Linked DNA regions of Mus musculus: region 1 is linked to region 2. A link is a contact called in public HiChIP or PLAC-seq data. All regions are on one chromosome and are shown on one strand. Each heading gives the region's core, a stretch centred on a gene start, on an enhancer-like site or on the middle of the called end of the contact. The rest is flanking DNA. Distances are from core to core; before and after follow the strand shown.

Region 1 (4,675 bases), core at 915-3,414, 62 kb before region 2:
ACTCGACATGGTGGCTCACAACCTTCTGTGACTCCAGTTCTAGGAGACCCAGTGCTCTTTTCTAGACTCTGTGGGCAACAGACATACATGTGGCACACAGACAGAAATACAGGCAAAACATTAATATACATAAATATCTTAAGTCACACATGCACACACACACACACACACACACATGGTTTCTCATAGGAGGAATAAGATAGTAACAAAAAGTGTTCAGCAAAAATGTGTGAGCATGGTGGACATGTATGTGCATTGTGCATACTCATGCTTTCAAGGTGTTTGGAAGAGGATGTTGGGTGTCCTGTTTTATTACTATGCCATATTCCTTTAAACTTGCAGGCCCCTCACTGAGATCTGTCTGCTGGCTCCAAAGTACTGGGATTAAAGGCATGTTCCACCATACCTGGCTTCATTCTTTGAGACACTGTCAGTCACTGAACTTGGAGCTCAAATAGGGACCAGCAAGCTCCAGTAAGCCCTCTACCTCTGCCCCACACAACGAGGGAGTTATCTCTTGACCATGCTCAGCTTTTTATGCAGGTGCTGGGAATTTGAACTCACATCCTCACGTGCAGTTAGAGCTCTTACCTCTCCCTAGCCATCTCCCTAGCCAGGAAAGTCCTTGTCAAGGTCTGAACAGCAGGAGAGCTGTTTCAGGTTTCCTCCCTACATTAATATCAGGAGCCCCTAGAGGGCAGAAGCTCCCCACTCGCTGGAAAGAGGTGCTAAAGTCTTCGGTAGCATCCTCCGAATGCAGGACATTTAGGAAAACAGAATTCCGGCTAAAGGGACACTCTGAAGAGAATGCAGTTAGGCTTACGAGAGCAGTAGAGCACAGAACGTGAAGCGTGTGAAGTGTATGCAGTTTCCAGACAGACGGTCTCTCAAGGCAGAGGTCAGTGGAAGGTGCATTACCAAGCTAGGAAGAATCCTTCATAAGGGGGGTGACTAAGAATTTAGAGTTGAGTGAGAGATTTATTAGTGCAGTGAACACCATGTACAGCACACAGCACAATGGAAGAGCTGCAGATACTGGTGCAAAGGGCAAGCAAACTTCAGCCTCCTCCATCATTCATCTCAGAGTAAGGAATAGACAGAGTGAGCTTGGGCAAGGCAGGCAGGCACAAAGAGGAACAAGAAACCCAGTAACCCGACTGAGTATAGCAGCCTTTTTCAAACTCCTGAGCACAATGTCCTGGAGCTGGAACACCCAACTTTTTCTTACGGTCCTCAAGCTATATCCTTCTATCCCAACCCCACAGGAGGCACACGACTCAACCAGTGAGACCAACAGCAGGCTAGCCTGAAGTGGAACTCCCAGAGAGAAGCTAGAGTATGGTGAAGGGGGGCCCTCTGACCTCTCCAATCACACTCCCACCTACGCTTTTAAAATAATCACACCACTCTTTCTCCTTGCTCACTCTACTAGCCACCATGGGGGACCCAGCAGCCACCCAGAGAGCCTTGAATGGACCCCAAGTCCTTGGGTGGACTTGACTGAGCCAGTGTAGTCAGCCTGGCTTTGGAGACATCTGATTTATATCCCACTTGGCTGGTGAAGGTTAGAACCCAGATAAACAGGAAGTTTCCTCAGGAAACATGGAAGAGTCACCTTCAAAACACATGTGCCAGCCAGTTAATTCTAGGGTTTCACAAGGAGACCTAAAGGGGCAGGGAACAAATTTCTTCATGGGTCACAGGCATCAACGCTGGACTGCCACAGCCAAAGCTCCTGCAGGGTGATGGAGGGGAGGGTCAGAGCAGGTATCAGACCAGAGCTCATGCTGAAAAGGAAACACATGAAACAGACCTTACCAGCCCCACCCTACCCAAATCCCACAATAGGAACAGCCAAAGAAAGGGCATAAGAAAGGTTTTAAGTTTTCTTGATGTTTTTTCTTTTCTCCTTTCTTAAAAAAAAAAAAAGTAAATAAATTAAATTGCCAACAATGTGGCTGGGCTAGATCAGAGAGACACAGCCAGTCCATCCTATGAAAACAAGACTGGGTAACAGATGGGGTTTGTGACTTGGAAATATAAACAAACAACACCAAAGGAAATCAAGCTAACTGCAATCACAGGGCTGAAGAGGGGCCACCGAGGCAACACAGACACCCTCTTGAGGCAGTGCCGTTCTGGATCAGCAGAGCCAGACAGCAGCTTCCTGCTGAGTGTACGAACACCAGTGCTCTCACGCCCACCCCTTCCTTCCCTTCCTAATTATGAAACGTGTAGGAAAGAGTTCAGCAACATTTCAACAACCCACCCTGTGCACCCTCACAGGGGCCACCCTGCGCACCCATCAAGGCCTGCACCTTCACAGCGGCCTGGACAGGGATGCGCGTGAGGACCAGGCTTTGGCCTCACTGGTTAGAGGGTTTGGGCCACACCCTCAGCCCTTCTGCCAGGTGCTGGCTCCTCAGAGCAGCTCTCAATGCTGCGTGACTTCAGCAAGCCTGCCTGCTGGGACTCCTGCCTGCTGGGACTCCCTGGTTTTGGAAGAGATAGACAATTAGAAATGCCTCACTCTACCCTGATCCTCTAGGGAAAACAAATTTCTTTGTGCTTTCTGAAAATATTTGGGAACCAGGGGATCTTAGTCAGGAAAATACAGAAGTGGGGATTTCTCCACCCTGACTGAAAATTTACAGACATTGTGGGGGAAAGAATATAGCAAAAGGCAGGAATCTGGGTTCTCCGCTGAAAGGCTGAGCTAAGTGCCCCAAAGTCCTTCATGCCAGAAGCAGGGAGTACGTGGCTCAGGTACAAGCCGCGGCATAAGGGCTGTGGGAGAAGTCAGGGCTCAGCTGCTGGAGCAATGGGTTTTCCAACTCTACCTCTTCCTGACAGCCAGTTACGCTCTTATATCTCCTCCACACCATGCGCAAATATCATGACGAGCCCTGGCTCCTGCACCATGTCGTCCCCCATGTGCTGGTTCTCACAGGCCATCACCACTACAGCCTGCTTGCCAGGGATGCGCTTGGCCACGTAGTTCTCATAGTAGCGCCGGTTCATCTGTCTTGTCTCTAGTGTGGCCAGACCCTGGGGCCAGCTGCGTTCATGGGCATTTTCAATCAGCTCGTTGACGATGGAGGCCGGGCAGCCACTTTCCACGAGGGAGCGCTTGATGACAGCCTGGAGCACAGCATCAGGAGTGGAGATCATGCCCCCCCAGCGGGTCACCCTTGCCGGCTGCAGGGAGTTCACCCACCTGTGGAGGGGTTGGGATGGTCACGCCAGCTCCTGCCTTTCTCTGCTTTGGCTTTTTCTCCTCAGAGATGACCTCCACTCTGCAGGCCACCTGACTTTCTTACTAGCATTGGTCCAGAAAACCCAAATTCTCCTCTAGTTGGGCCTGCTGTTCACATCACATCACTCACCATCCTCAATCCCTGAGTCTAGGCTGTTATTCTTTCAAGTCTCAATGCATGCATGGTGCCTACCACACAGCAACTGCCAGACTGTCCTGAAGGAAGAAATGTCTTCTACACTGTGGTCCTCGGGCCTATTCCTCTCCACTCCACACTTACCGTCTGGTCTACCAACTACACAGGCCTCCAAATGGACAGGGTCTTACGTGGTCTTACACTTCCCTTGTTCACTTGCTTGGTCTTGCTGGATTTTACAGACTTTCCTGGATGTACACTCTGCCCTCTCCTCCGCGTGCTAAGCTACCCCCGTTTGCTCCTGAGTACCCCTAAGCTCTCAGTACATGCTAGGTGCATGGTGGTCCCCAGGTAGTTCTGGACAAACTCCATCTTCAGCCAGGACTCCCCGCCATCCACCCCAGTGAACAACAAGCCTGGGTTGGAGTGAGGGTCTCTCTTGCTCTTCTCTCTGGCCCTGCCCCCTACCCCTGACTCCACACCAAGTGACACTCACTCGAGGATCTCATTGTATTCGATTGTCTCCTCCAGGTTCTGAAGGTTGGGGTTGACACTGCGGATGGCTCGCATATACGCCTTCAGCAGCTGAATGTCTCGCTTCTGTGGGGTGGAAAGAGAACCGGAGAGGACACTTTAGCCAAACAGTAGGCCTGAGAATGAGAGATCTGAGGAACAGCACACTACAAGCTTCTTCAGGAAGACAGGAGAAAGACAGCAAAATGGCTTCATGAAGACAGCACTCCACGCTGGGCAGTGGTGGCGCACGCCTTTAATCCCAGTACTTGGGAGGCAGAGGCAGGTGGATTTCTGAATTCAAGGCCAGATTGGACTGCAGAGTGAGTTCCAAGACAGCCAAGACTATACAGAGAAACCCTGTCTTGAAAAAACAAACAAAAAAACAAACAAACAAACAAGAGAAGGCAGTCCGGGGCTGGAGAGATGGCTCAGCGATTAAGAGCACTGACTGTTCTTATGAAGGTCCTGAGTTCAAATCCCAGCAACCACATGGTGGCTTACAACCATCTGTAATGACATCTGACCCCTCTACTGGTGTGTCTGAAGACAGATACAGTGTACTTACATATAAATAATAAATAAATCTTTAAAAATTAAAAAAAAAAAAGAGAAGGCAGTCCATATGTCAGGTGACTGAATGGGTGAAGGACATGAGGGAAGTGAGGGCAGACAGGTCCAACGGGTTCCCTACTGAACTGCCGACAGAGCAGGACACAGGCTGTGGTGTCTGGCACTGGCAGGAGATCCCTTACCAGGAGAACATGCCC
Region 2 (4,887 bases), core at 2,388-4,887:
CCCCAAAGGCTCCAGGCTCCACCCCCAAAGGGTGAAACTTGCCCTGGGGATCCTAACAATCAAATTCTCCCTTTTCCTACAGTGTCTCTCACCTAGAAAAGCTGCCCAGTGCAGCGGCTGCCGTTCCTTTTTATCGCAGACATTCAGGCTGGCTCCCTTATTCAGGAGCAGGTTCACTGTCTATATGAGGATATAAAAGACACGGAACAGGTTCATGCCCTCAACCTACCAAAGTACAGATGCCTCTGACCTCCTGAAAAGAGAGGTGCACTCAGAATCTTCCCCCTTTGTGTTTGCAACATTGAGGGTGACAGCTGATACCTCTGTTCTTTTGTTTGTTTGTTTGTTTTTTCGAGACAGGGTTTCTCTATGTAGCCCTGGCTGTCCTGGAACTCACTCTGTAGACCAGGCTGGCCTCGAACTCAGAAATCCGCCTGCCTCTGCCTCCCAAGCGCTGGGATTAAAGGCGTGCGCCACCACCGCCCGGCTATACCTCTGTTCTTGAGCAGAACAATCTGGAGAACCAGAACTGTGGTCAGACACCAACAAGATGCCACCGGATAAAAGAAATTCAAGGGTTTCTTCAGGTGTTTGCAGACTCTCAAAATCTTATGAGTCTATAACAGTGTCACTTGGGCAGGACAACTATCAGGATTAATTGGGCTACAAAGTAAGTTCAAGGCTATTTAAGGTAAAATGTATACAGGTGAACAGTCTATCGCTTGCCTACCATTGCCAACACTAGAACAAAAGAATTTCAATCTATGGGTTCAAAGTGTAGCTCAGTGACACAGCCTTTACCAAGCACCTGTAACACACTGCTTAAAATAAATATAAAATAAATCAATAAAAACTCAATATAAGCTGTGGATGCTAGCGTACCTTTAACCTGAGCACTCAGAAAGCAGAGGCAGGGGGATCTCAGTGAGTTCAAGTTCAAGGCTGTCTACATAGCAAGCTCCAGGCCAGACAAGCATGCATAGTGAGACTCTATCTCAAAAACAAACATCCCCCCCCCCCCAACAAAACCCTCTGGTTAACACAATCATTCCTCTGGGGCAGGGCCCCAGTATCTAAATAACTATCTGAGCCACTCCTGCCCATTGGGTCTGGAAGCACGTAAGTTATGGGTGAGAAGGAACAGAGAGAAGACTGTGTCTAGACTGCAATGCTCCTCACCTCAAGATGCCCACTGTGTACTGCATGGTGTAGAGCGCTGCGCCCGCTCCTGTCAGCCACATTGAGACTGCTCAACAGGGGTGCCAGAGCCTCTGCACACTTGGTGGCCCGGTTGGCAGCAGCCACATGCAGTGGTGTCTGCCACAGCTTGTCCCGGGCATTCACATCCGCTGAGTGTGCCAACAGCAGCCCCAGCACCTTCTGTGGTGGAGCAAGGGACAAGAGAAGACAGAGGGGAGCAGGAAGTGACATAAGAGGACAGAAGGAAGGGGCTGGTATGGTGACTAGTCATCCATCTTCCTAGCATGGTATCTCTTCCTTTCCTTTACACACCTAGCCTCTCCAGACCTGAGGTTGTTGGAGCTTAAACATCTTTGTTTTGCTGAGGAAAACAGGGATCTCTTCCCCATGCCACTTAGCATCTACCACCCTCCAACTTAGGTCCCCGAAAATCTCCACTCACACCCACCCTGGGCAAATCCACACACCCCAAGCCTAATTCCAGGAAAAACAAATGGCTCCCACTGTATTAATGGCAAAAACATCCTTTCCCTTAGCCCTTCCACAGACACCAAAATCATATAACCCCAATAAACAAGCATAACTGGATCCCCTTCGAAATTCAATGTTCCCGTTAAACATGTCCCACACCATTCCCACTGGCCTTAAGCTCTCTCCCCCTGGGAGCTGGAGCCAAGGAAGTGATGGGAGATCAAAGAGGCCTTCCCTTCCTCTTCAGGGTTGATAACACCATTGTACAGGACTCCATATGAGTTTGGGCCCTTAGGCAGTCAACTTAAATGTTGCTCGAGGGGCAAGGACACAGAATTGCTACTCCCCACCCCATCACAAGGAGAGAAATCTCAGTGCCCAGAGGGGGATCAGACTTAAGGTGGCCCCCAGGGAGGGATGAGTCACTCAGGCCTGGCAGCAGGGCCCCCGCAGTCTGCCAGCCCAGTGTTAAGCTCTCTCCCTGACGTCACATCAGCTGGCAGCACTCAGCCCCCCCCCCCCCAGCCAGTTCTAGGGGCAGGAAGGAGAAGCCAAACTCTGGTCTCCTCCCTGTGTGGGGCAGAAGAGTCTGTAGGGCAGAGAACTGAGTTTCTCTAGCCCTCAGCCCATCCTTTTTGAAAGGGAGAAATGAGGTAGGGTCTGTACCTCGTTTCGGGAGGCAGCGGCACGATGAAGAGGGGTCAGCCACAGTGTGTCCTTAGCGTTGACGTTAGCACCTGTGTGGACACAATTTGCTATTTTGTTGGGATTTGAGGAGGGGGAGGGAAGGAAACCAATAATCAGAGTGGGGAACCTGAACGGACAGAAAGCCATTCTTGTACCAAGCACCAGCAATCAATCCTCGGATCTAAAAAGACTTCTCCCCTCCCTAGATGCCGCACCTCCCAGCTCCCCACTTTCACCTGACATCAGTAGCAACTGGAGGATGGGGACATCGCCTACGTAGGCAGCAGCATGCAATGGGGTTCGCCTCTCTTGGTCCTGGAAAGGCAGAAAAGAGAAGCAGCTGTAGAGAGAAATTATCCTGAACGCCAGTTCTAGTATGAGAACTCCAAGCCCTTCCCTTCCTCTAGGTTCTTCTGCAGGGTCTTAAATCCCAATATCGGGCTTCAAAAGCCAGCATCCTGGGAGGGTGGAGTCAGGGCTACCGACCAAGAAACCTACTCCTTCCCGGAGGGGTGGGGGCGCTGCAGACCCCGATGGTTGAGAAGGGGACAGGGTTTTCTGGGCATCCCCAGAACCCATGATCGGTGCTCCATGCCTGACCAACCTTAAATGCGGAGCAGGCTCCCATTTCTGGGTAGAAAGAGCTGCAGTTTCATCAGAGCAGAGGAGAAACGGAGCCGCCCCACTTGTGGGGAGGGGTCCCGAACCCCTCCGGATTCCGGCTCGCCATCCTCCCTGCTCCCAACTCACCAGTACATTGATGTTCTCCTTCTGCGAGAGGAGGGAACGCACTTCCTCCACATCTCGGCTAAAGATGGCCTGGACCAGGGGCGGCTGCAGGGAGAACCAGCTTTCAGGGAGCGGGCCCGAGCCACGGCGTTACCAGGAGGTGGGGGAGCACACAGGTTGGAGGGGGGCGTCGCTGGAGGGGCTCCGCTACAGGGGTCCTGGCTGCAGCGGATTCCCGCCGTGCCCCCACCGGTCGCCAGGCCCCCAAGGACACCCGCTCCACGGAGTGGAGCACGGCGTGGGGCGCGGCGGGAGCCGCGGGAACCCCGGGCTCGGGCCCAGCCTAGGCCGCACATCCCCGGGCTCGCGTGGCGGCGGTGCCGGGGCCTGGGAAGAGGAAGTGGGGAAGGGTGGGAGGGCTGACCTGGTCCGTGATGCTGAGGATCCCCATGGCCCGGCCCAGGCTCCGTCCGCATCGAGCTCGCGGCAGCGGCGGCAGCGGCGGCGGCGGCTCCACCGGGGACACGGGGCGGCCCAGGCGGCGGCTGCGGCGGCGGCTGCGGGGAGAGGGCGGCCCCGCCTACCGGGGGGCGGGCGAGCGGGAGCCCGCAGCGCTCCCTGGCGGCGAGCCTTGGCCGGGCCTCGGGGTGCTCGCTGTCCGCGCAGGCTGCCCAGGCCTCGGCGCCCTCGCCCCGCGCCAGGACGGCCAGGGCGGCCCGGGCTCCCCCTACCCCGCGCGCGGGTTCCGCAGCTCCGCCAGCGGACCGCGCTGTGCCCTCCGTTGCAGTCGGGCGGCCCGAGGGGTCTCTCGCAGGCCCATGGCACGGAGTCGGGTCTCGCTCCCCCAGTGACTCCCGAGCCCAGGACCAAACAGCGGGCGAGAGCTCACCCAGCCCACAATGCTCCGGTAGAGCGGACGCCTCCGACCGTACTCACACCCCCAAGTACCCCAGAGATAGTGGAAACTCGGAGTGTGGCGACCCGAGACTTATAGATGGCCCCAGAACCAGTCTCCACTGGGTAGAAAGAAAATAGCAAGATTGCTAAGCTGCAGAAAAATCTCAAAAGACTCCTGCTTCAGGAAGCCTCCGTGAAGAGCTGGACACTTGGCAGCTGAAGAAAGGCCTCTAAGCCCAACAGCAACTCCATAATTACCCTGCCAGATTAGGGTAGTAACTGTTTCTCCCGGTAAAAAGGCAGTAGAGAGGAACTCCCCCTCACCCATTGGAGAGGTCAAAAGAGGCAGCCAATCAGGGACAGTTGGCCGAGGGAGAAAGAAAAGTGGAGACTGATAGATGGGTACAATTTATAAAAGATGCTTTAGAGCCAGGTGTGAATCATTTATAAGATTCCTGCGCTCTGGAACCTGAAGCAGGAGGATTGTGTATTCAAGAACTGTCCTGGCTACATCATGAGCCCCAGTTCCTTTGTGTTGCTACGATAACAATGACCAAACCAACTAAAAGAAGGAAAGGGTTTAGTCCATCTTTGAGAAAACTTAGGGCAGAAACTCAGACTTGAACTTGAACGAAGAACCCAGGGAGGAATGAACCCAGGCTCAAGCTTAACCAGATCTCTTATCTAATTTAGGGCCACCTGACTAGGGATGGTACTACCCACAGTGGACCGGGTCTGCCTATATCCATTAGCCAACAAGAAAGTGTTGGGCCTGGGCAGGTGGTTCAGCTAGTTAACGAGCATTGACCACTCTTCCAAAGGGCCCAAGTTTAATCCCCAGCAGCCACTTAGCAACTAATAGCGGATTGTAACTCCAACTGCAGAAATTTTTGGTGGGTAAAA

Evidence for each region. HiChIP or PLAC-seq counts read pairs in DNA pulled down with a chosen protein or histone mark.
Region 1: an H3K4me3 HiChIP or PLAC-seq map of microglia shows a contact between it and region 2, with 5 times the contacts expected there. The contact joins the enhancer-like site here to the promoter of Ankrd52 in region 2. A contact is called at or near these places in 6 of 39 promoter capture datasets (the HPC-7 cell line, embryonic stem cells, frontonasal cranial neural crest and 3 more), 3 of 15 datasets of contacts at CTCF or cohesin (CD8 T cells, the NIH/3T3 cell line and large pre-B cells), 39 of 484 Hi-C or Micro-C datasets (the AML12 cell line, B cells, CD8 T cells and 20 more), 45 of 115 datasets of contacts at active chromatin or transcription factors (the 230-238 cell line, CD8 T cells, the HPC-7 cell line and 28 more) and 3 of 9 other capture datasets (adipose tissue, liver and pancreatic islet).

The regions. Positions count from the first base shown.
Region 1 is chr10:128,436,625-128,441,299 of GRCm38.p6, reverse strand. It overlaps Rnf41 (ring finger protein 41), which reads right to left. Exons shown (of 7, transcript NM_001164237.1): 6 at 3,889-3,992; 7 at 1-3,217. The coding sequence ends at 2,866. Among named protein-coding and RNA genes, the nearest start is that of n-TScga2, 20 kb to the left of the region's middle. Within about 2 kb of position 2,164, at least 47 of the 459 cell types and tissues checked have an H3K27ac peak or open chromatin away from gene starts, as enhancers often do. A contact at or near this core is called in B cells, CD8 T cells, the HPC-7 cell line and 9 more, where this site is marked.
Region 2 is chr10:128,375,874-128,380,760 of GRCm38.p6, reverse strand. It overlaps Ankrd52 (ankyrin repeat domain 52), which reads right to left and starts at 3,637. Exons shown (of 28, transcript NM_172790.2): 1 at 3,512-3,637; 2 at 3,109-3,192; 3 at 2,595-2,673; 4 at 2,338-2,408; 5 at 1,180-1,380; 6 at 93-180. The coding sequence starts at 3,538.